2 separate regions of the Gossypium hirsutum genome follow, and region 1 is linked to region 2. Evidence: chromatin contacts called from public Hi-C data. All regions are on one chromosome and are shown on one strand. Each heading gives the region's core, a stretch centred on a gene start, on an enhancer-like site or on the middle of the called end of the contact. The rest is flanking DNA. Distances are from core to core; before and after follow the strand shown. Region 1 has its middle 3.1 kb from the start of LOC121219661. Region 2 holds the start of LOC107954757.

What was found. Hi-C and Micro-C count contacts between places; a contact is called where the count stands out from the background.
Region 1: a contact with region 2 is called in a Hi-C map of leaf, with 1.7 times the contacts expected there. The contact joins the enhancer-like site here to the promoter of LOC107954757 in region 2. A contact is called at or near these places in 2 of 34 Hi-C or Micro-C datasets (leaf and petal).

The regions. Positions count from the first base shown.
Region 1 is chrD07:39,063,933-39,069,663 of Gossypium_hirsutum_v2.1, forward strand. It overlaps the pseudogene LOC107954754. Among protein-coding and RNA genes, the nearest start is that of LOC121219661, 3.1 kb to the right of the region's middle. Within about 2 kb of position 1,544, at least 6 of the 9 cell types and tissues checked have an H3K27ac peak or open chromatin away from gene starts, as enhancers often do.
Region 2 is chrD07:38,917,025-38,922,995 of Gossypium_hirsutum_v2.1, forward strand. LOC107954757 reads left to right here and starts at 1,747. Exons shown (of 7, transcript XM_016890413.2): 1 at 1,747-1,923; 2 at 2,019-2,261; 3 at 3,772-3,928; 4 at 4,089-4,217; 5 at 5,198-5,248; 6 at 5,354-5,446; 7 at 5,845-5,971. The coding sequence starts at 2,098. The coding sequence ends at 5,904.

The DNA of each region.
Region 1 (5,731 bases), core at 294-2,793, 150 kb after region 2:
TAGGCACTAAATCATTAAAATTTCTATCCATATCTTCACACAATATTTCAATCAATCAATAATTAATAAAAATTTATAAAATTAAATTATTTCACTTCGGATTTGTGGTTACGAAACCACTATTCCGATTATGCCCTATTTCGGGCTATCACAGAATGATATGACCAAAGTACTCTTAGCAAATTTTTTAGGTAGATGATTATTATTATTAGATTTTAATAGGATAATTATCAAAAATAATTTAATAAAAAACAATAAATAATTTAATTATATTTTAATATAATTATTATTAATATAATTTAATAAAAATAAAAATATATAATTTAATAATATTTTTAATATAATTATTTTTATATTAAATTATATTAAAAAATTTAGTTTTATATTAAAGTATTTTATTTTTATATTTTCTAAGTCTAAATTTTATAGGACTAATATGAAAATTATTTCTTTTTATTATTAAATGTTACATGAAATAGCCATTTTTTTATAATACCAAAAAAAAATATACGGAAAGATAAGATGAAAAATATTGCTTTCAACCAAATAAAAAAATAATTTATCATTAAATGAATGAGGGATTACTGCATTCCCCAACCCAACCAAACATGGTGTTAGTGAGTTTAATCGTAATGTTTGGTGTGTTCATTATCCGTCCTTAGTAAAAGAGGTTTGAAGTGCTTCACACTACTCGTAGGGCTTGGTTTTTGGCTACTGAAGAATGTAACTAAAGAATATATGGGTAAAAGAAGAAAATAAAAAGCAATTGAAGTTGTTAAATTTTTACTAGAACAAAAAGCTTGAGTCTAGAATTAAGACTCCAGTTAGGTGAAATGCATTTTCAACAGACTGAAGAATACTTTTCAAACAGCTTTGCTTGTTAATATTTTAGTTGTAATTTTTTTTAGCCTAAAAAAACCAGCGCACTGTGAATCAAAATCAATGCTATTTGCCGATTGCTATTGCTATGCTACGTAGGAAAGGATGCAAAGTACCAATAAATAAAATATATAGAAAGGTCGTCGCTTTGAACTGGTTTAGCATAAAGTTTTTTTCTTTTTTTAGATACCTCTGCATCTGCTGCAGTCGTCAATGGAGAGAATAAGGGCTTGGTTGCTTGCCTTGGCAGTTGTGGTCGTATGCGGCGTAGCGCAGGTCAGATCCAGTGCTTCTGATCATCGTTACACAGCTGGAGATGAAGTCCCTCTCTATGCTAATAAAGTGGGTCCCTTCCACAATCCCAGGTCTGATTTTTCGTGATTTCTGATGAACTTGGAAATTTTATGAAATTTTGACAGAATTTGGCTAACATTGTTTGCTCTTTTTTTTTTTGCTTCCTTTAATTGACAGTGAGACATACCGTTTCTTCGATTTTCCTTTCTGTTCCTCAGGTTTTTGAGGGTCTATTTAATCCTTAGAATATAACTTTCTTTAGATTTCCCAAGGTAAAGTTATATAAATAAAGAAATTGAGGGTTTTGCATTGCAGCTCCCGTGAAGGAGAAGAAGGAAGCTTTGGGTGAAGTCTTGAATGGCGATCGGCTAGTGAGTGCTCCTTACAGACTTGACTTTTTGGTAACAAGGAGGCTGAAGTTGCTTGCAAAAGGAAGCTGACAAAGGAAGAAGTTGCCAAGTTCAGAACGGCCGTCTCTAAGAACTATTACTTCCAAATGTATTACAACGACCTTCCCATTTGGGGCTTCTTAGGGAAAGTTGATAAGGAAGGCAAGGCTGATCCAAGTGAGTATAAGTATTATCTCTTTAAGCATCTGATATTCGAAATCCTTTACAATAAGGATCGCGTGATTGAGATTACTGTTCGATCTGATCCCAACTCCCTTGTGGACCTCACCCAAGATGAACCTGTAAATGTTGATTTCATGTACACTGTCAAATGGAAGGAAACTGAGACTCCCTTCGAGAAGCGGATGGACAAATACTCACAGTCTTCTTCGATGCCGCACCACTTGGGAATCCACTGGTTCTCAATCATCAATTCTTGTGTAACCGTTCTGTTACTGACTGGTTTCCTTGCTACCATTCTAATGCGAGTTCTGAAGAATGATTTTGTTGAGTAAGAATTATTTCCTTCTGCTCCATACATCAAAAATCCATATTTAATACAAATTACTAGGTTTGACTTTTCACTTCCTGCTTTACTTGTTTAAGAGGTATGCACATGATGAAGAATCTGCAGATGACCAAGAAGAGACTGGGTGGAAGTACATTCATGGTGATGTGTTCAGGTACCCAAAGCACAAGTCTTTGTTTTCAGCGGCTCTTGGTTCTGGCACTCAGCTCTTTACTCTGTGAGTATCATCCATCCTAGTTAACAGTTATTCTCCGAACAAAAGACATAGAAAAGGGAGAGTCAATGGTTTAGTTAAATTTGGCCTTCCATTAAAAGTTACATTTGGGCTATTGTTTCTGAACAATCTGTTGACTATATTTATTTGCATGCTTTCCAGTACAAGTTTTATATTTATCCTCGCTCTTGTTGGGGTCTTTTATCCATATAATCGAGGAGCCTTATTCACTGCTCTGGTTGTCATTTATGCCCTTACATCTTTAATTGCTGGCTACACTGCTGCCTCTTTCTATTGCCAACTTGAAGGAACAAATTGGGTATGCGATACTTGTCTCTTTTCCTGTTGCCTATCTATAAATTATTATTATTTTGGTATTAGAGAAAGAGATGATATTTTACATTTTGAGGACTCCTTTTCTAGTTTATAATCATCATCCTTTTTGCTAAAAATAAATTGGCTCTGCTGGTTAAACCAACTAAAAAAATGTAAGCCATTGTGGAGAAGCAAAGAAGATTGAGGGAGAAACCAAAGATATGACAAAAGCAGAAAGGCTTCGGAAAAGAAAAAAGAAAAGAATGAATCAGTAAAGGCTGGAAATGTCAAATATAAATGAGGTTCGGTTGGAGAATTGACCAGTTTTTCTTCCATACATTCTGATAGGAAGCCACAATATTTGCGCATGTTATCAGAAAGGATTTTAACTTTTTATAGCACTGATTCTTTTCCATGACACTTGTCCAAATTCTATGTTTTACCATATGAGAAGAGAAATTTATTGACCTACAGTAGGACCTTTGTTCAAGAACCTAATAGCCTGACTTGATAGAATAGTTTCATTGATCATCTTTAAGCCCAACCATTTTATTGACAGCACATGGCAGATTGAGTTTTATGGTTGAAATAATTTATACATATGAATTTTCTCAGTTGGTTGACATCTCAATAGCTGACCCATTGACTTGTTTCACTCAACCAATTCATGTCTGTCTGTGGGTTTTAACTATTCATGTAGAGTTATGGTCTTCAAGGCATATAACTATGTTATAAAATCCAAATATTTTTGCATATGGAGTGAGAATATACTTAATCGGAAGTGTTTACAAAATGGCATAATATGTGAATTCCAGTAGTTAGTGTTTGCCAATGAGAACATTTTATGCTCCCTCAATTTTCGGTTTTTGAGAAAAACTGGAAACAGAGAAGATTGCCTCTGAATGATTTGTTACTATAATGTGCATCCTTCCTTGGAAAATTAGAACTGAAAAACATGAGATGAAATTGGTACATAGAAATTTCAGCTGATAATCATAGATGTCAAGCTAAAATTATAATTTTTTTGTTAACATTGAATGAATTTTAGTTCCTTAATTGCTATTGTATTTCAAATTTTGAAATGCCACATTATATTTGAGTCTTATAAATCTCTTTCTTGAAGCTGATTTTATGGTTGCTATTTTCCTAATCTAAGCTCATGCAATGGAAATTGAGCAATTCCCTTATCTTAATCCTGTCCTCTCTTTTCTGCTGAATCTCAATGATAGAAAGTAGGAACTTGGAACGCAAACATGCTAGCCTCCTAATTTTAGATTGGTAACAAAAATGAAAATGTCTTACTTATTATATGTAAATATCTTTTCGATCAGATGTAATATCTATTTCTATCCTTTTCAATGACAGGTGAGAAACTTACTACTGACTGGAAGCTTGTCCTGTGGGCCTCTTTTTGTCACATTTTGCTTTCTTAACACTGTCGCAATTGCTTATAAGGCCACTGCAGCATTGCCATTTGGAACCATTGTGGTGATTTTTCTCATATGGGCTCTGGTCACATCTCCTTTATTAATATTAGGAGGTATTGCTGGAAAGAATACCAAGGCAGAGTTTCAAGCGCCTTGCCGCACTACAATATATCCTAGAGTGATCCCGCCATTGCCTTGGTACCAACAAACTCTTCCTCAGATGGCAATGGCAGGGTTCTTGCCATTCAGTGCCATCTGTATTGAACTTTACTACATATTTGCCAGTGTGTGGGGACATAGGATCTACACCATAGACAGCATCCTGTTTATTGTTTTTATCCTTCTCTTGATTGTTTCTGCTTTTGTCACCGTGGCTATGACTTATTTTCAACTTGCTGCTGAAGACCATGAGTGGTGGTGGAGGTATGCTGTTTTTAGCTTTCTGATTTGCATATATAAAGAAACAGTGAAACACATGCATTTGCAAGTAGGCACAAACATCGTACAAGAACATATAGATGATTGGTTGAATGGAAAATATTTTAAAAATTCTCATATTAATATTATTATTTGGTGCTCAAGTAATTTTTTTTGTCTTTTAGTACATGTTTGGTATGTTTTTTCTTTCAGTTACAATATGCTTACATTCTTGTGGTATATTGGTAGGTGTGCGATAACCATGTCATAATTGGCGTTTTCTCTTCTAGAAATCTGAATCACACTCCATTTGTTCTGTTCCGAAGAAAATATAAGTGACCCATGTGTAAATCTAAATGCTGCTATTGTTTCTACTCTGTGGTTGAGAAGCATTTTGGAGATACATATAGAGCCGGCGATCTTATGATGACGTTTTATAAGAGTGTCAGAAGAAAATATTTTTCTTTAAGTTGGTTATTTTTTCTTTAAAAACTTTCCTGAACCAGATTCATGTTTTTTTAGTATGATTTTTAGTTACTTTTGTCTTGAAAAAGTCATAAGCCGATAAATTGAAACTGGAAGTATATAATCAGTAGCTGGCAGGAGCATTTCTTGAGCCAAATTCTGGATTAGAAATCTTTGGGTTGGGGAATTCATGTTAGATGTATTTATTTTTTCTAAGGTAAACAAACACTTGTTCGAAGCTTGATTCGGAAGGGATAAAAATCTAATATACTTTATATAAAAATATGCCCTAGAAACCTCCTCTTTTCAGGTGCATCGTGAAAACACACGCACACATTCACTCGCTCACTCACCCTCCCTCCCTCCCTCCTGATCTTGCAGAGATATTTATTTTTCTTGCTTCTCCAAGACATCCATCACATCCAACACAATATTCAGCATTACATTCTTCGTTTTACGTCAGTTAAATCTAGAGTATATTTTGAAATATTAATTTCTTATGTTTTTATTCAAAAGAAAACCGGCCAATTGGATCTGCCTCGAGCAAGGTTTTCCCAAAGCTAACTGGGCTTGAATTCGCCCAGTCCATAGATGTCTATATTGCACATACTTCCCAAACAAGGGCTCTATTAACACTAATATGTAATGCTATGTAAGCTAGAACGACATGGCATTTAAGCATTGATGACACTATTGTGACTATGATAACACTCACACAGATACTTCTGTGGTAGAATTATTGGACTTTTAGAATCATTTGTAGAATTATTTATATGAATTATTTTTATAATTGACATTTAGA
Region 2 (5,971 bases), core at 497-2,996:
AAGGTGTTTTGTCACAACATTGAGTTGAATTACTTTATTTCTTAAACCTGTGAGTGGTGTCGTGACATGGAAGGTCCGTGTTGCGACACTGACTCTGTTTCGGCCCCTCTTCTCGAATTTCAAAGTGTTCGAATTATTTTCTTAATCAATTTAAATAAAATTAAATCCTAAACTACATATGAGTATATTGAAATACAATATTATACAAAAGTTTATCTTAGAAAAAAAAAGTATTGTTGTCGGATTCATCCGTTAGCTCCACCAGTGTATACATGGATGCACTCTTTATCATGTTTCTGTTTGTATTGGTCCAGCGTCCACCATGCCACTCCACCTTATTTCATTTATCCCGCTCCTTAAATTTGCTCTTTTCACCTACACTTATGACAACAAATACCTTTTCTGGTTCAAGATAATTAGAGATTTTTACAGATATCTCAAAACATTGTTTCCTTAATTTTTTTCCTATTTCCCTCATTTTGTTGGTGACAACATTTGAAATTTTTAATATTTCTATTTTCTTTTTCTTTTTCATCATTTTCTTCCCCTTTTTTCTTTTCTTTTCTCCTTTTTTCTTATTCCTACCCTTGTCTTCTTCATCTTTCTTCTTGACTCTTATTCATTTCCTAGTTTAAGGGCCAATTGCAACAAAGAATCGACGTTAGATTCTTGGGTTTTTTTTCTTGGCTTTTTAAGAAAAAACTCTAATTTTTGATATTTCAAGTTCTGGACTTTCAACATTTTACTTTGAATCGGTGTTTTTTTTTTTTAAAAAAATTGTAAAAAAATTCCCCTTCCAAATCTTTTCCTTTTCATGGTTTTCTTCTAATAGGTGTTAAATTGTGCTTTAGCTAGTAATCATAAACACAATGGTAGTAAATGTTGCTCTTTACAGATGGTGCACCATAGTTCGTTGTTAATATGGGTTTCATTTATTTTCATCGTCAATATTGCTTCCAACGCCGCTTTCGACGTTGGCAGTTGCTTGTTTCGCCCGGCATTCTTAATCTCCATCTGTGATAACTGATCCTTAACCACTCAAATGATAAAAATGGCTTGAAATTGAATGGCTTTAAAGCAAAAAGGCATAACTTACTAGGTTGAGGGCAATAATCAAGTAGTACCTTGGACTTATACAACAACAACTAGACTTCCTTGAAGCACAATGGCTATTGGAGACAAGTTCGATGAGGAACCAGACCTTGAATCCCTTAAATACTCCAAAACCATAGGGAAAATTTCAATATTTTAGACCAAAGATCGAGAATTCCTCGTTGAAAGAAGAAAACATGGTTAGATAAGCAAGAAACAAGATCAGACAACAAGGCAATCAAGGTTTGGACAAGATCCACTTGTGTTAAGTCAAAGGGGACCAAGAAAGCGTTTAGAGATGGCGACTTTCTCCTCCCTAAAGAAGAGAATATAGTTGCTGATGATATTGTTGATAAACTCAAGAATTTGCAACAAAACAAATGAAAATTTTAAAAATTTAAAGAATATCAAAGATTCTCAACTTTATTCTAGTCATTAGGTTGTTATTTAAAAAAATTAAGAAAAAATTATTAAAAAAATATATAAAGAGGACGACATGTGATATCGTGCGAGTGGTCAGCACGTCAGCAAAAAAGTAATAGTGTTAGGTTTGAATACCAATATAATAGAGGAAAAAAAGTTCGAGTATCATTCTAGAAAAAAAACTATAAATATCACTAGGAGAAATAGACAAATTTAAATAATATATTTAACCCAATTTTCATGTTAGGTAACGTCTACACCGGTTAACAGAGTTGGAAGAAAAAAAAAGCGATAAACCCGAAGTTAAAAACAGTAATCATTTCTATCTTTTCTATCTTTTCTTCTCCACTAATCCACCTTCAATCCCAATAAACAGTACAGCAAGCGCCATAATACACCAGCCCTGAGGTGGGCCTATTCTCGTTGAGGAACAATCGTTGCACCTTCTCCTTCTTCTCATTTCGCTGCTAATTCGCTGAATCGTTGTTGCCTTTGGTTGCCAGGCTTTGACAAATCCAGATCAACCAGACTTCCTCACACTCAGAGATCCAAACTTTTATTGAAGGCAAGTAAAAGAAGGATATGAACGAGGTGATGATGGCAGCGGATGCGAGCTCGATGAGAGGAGGTGGAGCGACGTCATTTGCGTCGTCTCCGTCGTCGAATCTGCTTCCTAATAACCTCCCTCTCCTCACGGCCTTCCTCGCTTTCGCTCTCGCCCAGTTTCTCAAACTCTTTACCAATTGGTTCGTTCTTTCTTAATCTCTGTATTTCCTCTTTCTTCTTGCTCATTTTCATGCGGCATTTAATTAAATATACTAAATTCAATTAAATTCAAATTCCAGTTTTTGCAAGTTTGGCGAATCGTTACTTTATTGTTGTTTGAAGCGAAAGTTGGGAACTCGTATCTTGGAATATCATTGATTTTGGTTAGGGCTTTTGAGACACACTTTAACTATCAATTGCTCATTAAAAAAACCCATAACTAGTTACTGTGAGAATTTAAAATAGAAATGTTGGTTTATTAGTTAATCAATTGCCCCTGACTGCTAAGAACTTGTTTAGCTCTAGTTAGGGAACCCTTGTTTTGATTCTTTTTTTGGTTACTTGTTTTATGTAATGTCTCATAGGGGCAGTTTTGACGATTGATCATTGGTAACTAAAATGTTTACCAATGTGCCTTATCTGGTTGCATTGTGAAAAAGGGATCTGGTACTGTATTTCTAGCTTCTATAACTTCAATGGACTCCGATTCATTGAAAGCATATGATAATGGTTCCCTTAGTCTTGTAATTATGGGTTTGAATTGAATTTCAAGGCAAGAATATACCTCATCTTATTTTTCCCTTGGTCTTGTAATTACCTGTTTTAATTGAATTGTAAAGCAAGAATATACTTCATCTCATTTTAAGCTCATCATATCTCACAATCTTGGTGGTCTAGGCTTAGAGGTTTTTTTTACCCCCTTCATTTCAGTGTCTCTCCTATATATAAATTCCAAAAACTGCAGTTGCAACCTTATGAAAGGGCTCCCATGCTTGCTTTTCTTCCCTGTGTGCAAGTAAAGCCAGAGTCTTCATTTTTCAAGATGATAGATTCTCATGATGTTTGCAATCTTGAAATTAGGAGTTAGGACCGTTATAAGGTAGATATTTTCTTTCTAAAGTTTTCCACCCATGAAAGAACAAGTTGGTAGGGCAGGTAGATATTTCACACAAATAAATATTGTGGAAAACGAAGAGAAGAAGTAAGGCTAGAGAAACTATTGAGTCTCCTTGCTGACAAGAGTTGTTAAACATGTGGGAAACATTAATAGCAAGGAATACCTTTAAAGGTGTAGTGCCTCATTGTGGACATTTATGATATGAAGCCAGTAATGACCTTAGTAACTTTATATGAGAGACTTTGTAATAATTTAAAGCAGTCTTTCACCAAATCAAATATGATTGAGGACTTAACTTAAACAAAGACACATGAGAGGACTCTAATAGGGAAATGACTATACTACCGTTGGAAGTAAAAGTTACAAATACATCCCTGGTTCTGGAAATTAAAGTTTGTTCTGTTTTAGCCTTTGGGTTTTACTTTTAAGTTTGTAGTGTATCCGCATGTTTCTTTTTTTCTCCTGCATAGCTAGTATATTTATTCTTTTTTGATGATGAATGTATTAGATTTTTTAGTTTTGTTCTGATAGCAAGTTCAGTGGTTTGTGAATAGTAGCTCAAAATTTTGAACTTGTTTCTCCTAGATGCTCAGGTTTAAAGAAAGGAGATGGGATTCTAAGAGGATGATTGATTCAGGTGGGATGCCATCATCACACTCTGCAACTGTGACAGCTCTCGCGGTTGCTATAGGTTTGCAGGATGGAATGGGAGGACCGGCTTTTGCTATTGCAGTTGTTCTGGCATGTGTTGTATGTGCTTCCTAACTTTTCATTTCCTTGTTCTGACATTCTCATGCACAGCATATATAAGAATATAGCCTTTTGCAATCTAATTCAGAAAAATAGTTAATGAAAAGAAACAGAGACAAACATCTCTCTCACTTGAACCCTTTCACTCTTGTTGGCGCAGGAATACTGCTGGTGGCAGTCCCTACTTTCAATTTTCTTTTCTCTCACATTCCTTTTCCCTCTTATTGATGCCATGGCTATAGACCTCACCACTTCTGCCAGCATGTCCTTAACAATGTTGATCTCTATGGTTTTTTCTCATTCTTCCAGAGAATCTTTGCTACACTTTGTCTTTCTCTTTCCTTTCTGTATTCAACAGTCGCATAGCAATTCTGCATTCTAACAAATTACAATACATATCCTAAGTCTTCTTGACACAATCTACAGTATTTTCATTGATGCACTTTGTGGGTATTTATTTATTTATTTTTTGCAACATTTTTATTTTATTTTATCTTGTTTCCAAAAGATTTTAGTTTGTTCCAACTAGTTTGAGTGATAATGATGTTAAGAGATTGGTTTTTGATGTCTGTATCAAGTTGAGACTGATTCATAATTATTTTGGAAAGTAACTATTTGACAAGTATTTTTGTTCTGTAGTAAATTTTTGAATGAAACTGGATACAAAGTTCTGTTGTTAGCTAAATGAAATTGGATCTCAGTATGAAATAGCGGTTATATAAGTTCAGTGGTGAAGTGAGCCTTTATCCCAAATAGCTATGGTTTTCTTTTAGTTCTTTATGAGGCTTGGGATTAGCTGCTTAAAGAATATGCTTTCTAGAAAATCCGCTTAAAGCTATATTTTAGGAGGACGATTCAAGAGAAGTTTGTATATGCGGTAAATTATATCATAGTTCTGGTAGATTTGTGTCTATTTTTGCTACTTTAGGTATTTGCTTCTTGCTTAGATGACTTAAAAACAGAGAATAGAAAAGCATGAAGACAAAACCTGATATTCAGCTTTATGCTATAAGGTTAGTGTTAAGTACCTCAATTTTCATATGCTCTGTGTTTGGAAGACCAAGGTCGCCATGTTTCGGGAGAGCCTGAAATATGGAGTCAAGGTTGTTATCGAAATCTTTGTACTGCATTGACATTGATGCTCATATTTTTTTTAATTCTCTGAACTTCCAATGTTAACTTGAAATTAGTTCTCAATGAAAAAATAATTTACATGCTTATTAGTTATTCATGTGTGGAGTTTGGTCAACGAGTTTCCAATCCATGCAGGTGATGTATGATGCATCTGGTGTCCGACTTCACGCTGGGCGTCAAGCTGAAGTAAGTCTTAATCTAGATACATAGACTCAAAGTTTTTCACCTTTGAGCCACATATATTCTGATGCCCGGGGACACTGTTCTGATATTTTCATTCCATTTTGGCAGTTGCTGAATCAAATTGTGTGTGAGTTCCCTCCTGAACACCCATTGTCTAGCGTGAGGCCCCTGCGTGAATTACTTGGACATACTCCACTCCAGGTCTGCTACTATTTATACTGCACAAGTAGTTAAAATAACCATTACTTATTGGTTCCAAGCACTGCTTGTTACTTCATTAGTAATATGCCAATTCCTATCATATGTATATTATTTTATATCCAATGCATTTGTAAGCCTAACATGTCATAGATGCCTTTGTGGGCAAGGCAAGAAGTTAAAAGTGCCGAAGATGGAAATAAGATAAATTACTTTATTTCTCTAAGATTCTTAATCAGAATAACTTAATAGTTTGAGATATTAGTGCAACGTTTAAGTTTTGTTGCGTAATTGAGTAATAGCTGTAATATGAGATTTCTTTCACCTAAATAAGGTGGTACTCGGCATTCTAATATCCAGGGAGATACAAGTCATTCAAGCATAAGTGTATATATGTGCAGGTTGTTGCAGGTGCCTTAGTGGGATTCATAGTGGCTTTCCTTATGCGAAATTCTGGTTAGGATGACGGTGTTACATAAAAAAGCAACATTGATTCATTTGCCTTTCCGGTAACGAGTATTGAGTTTC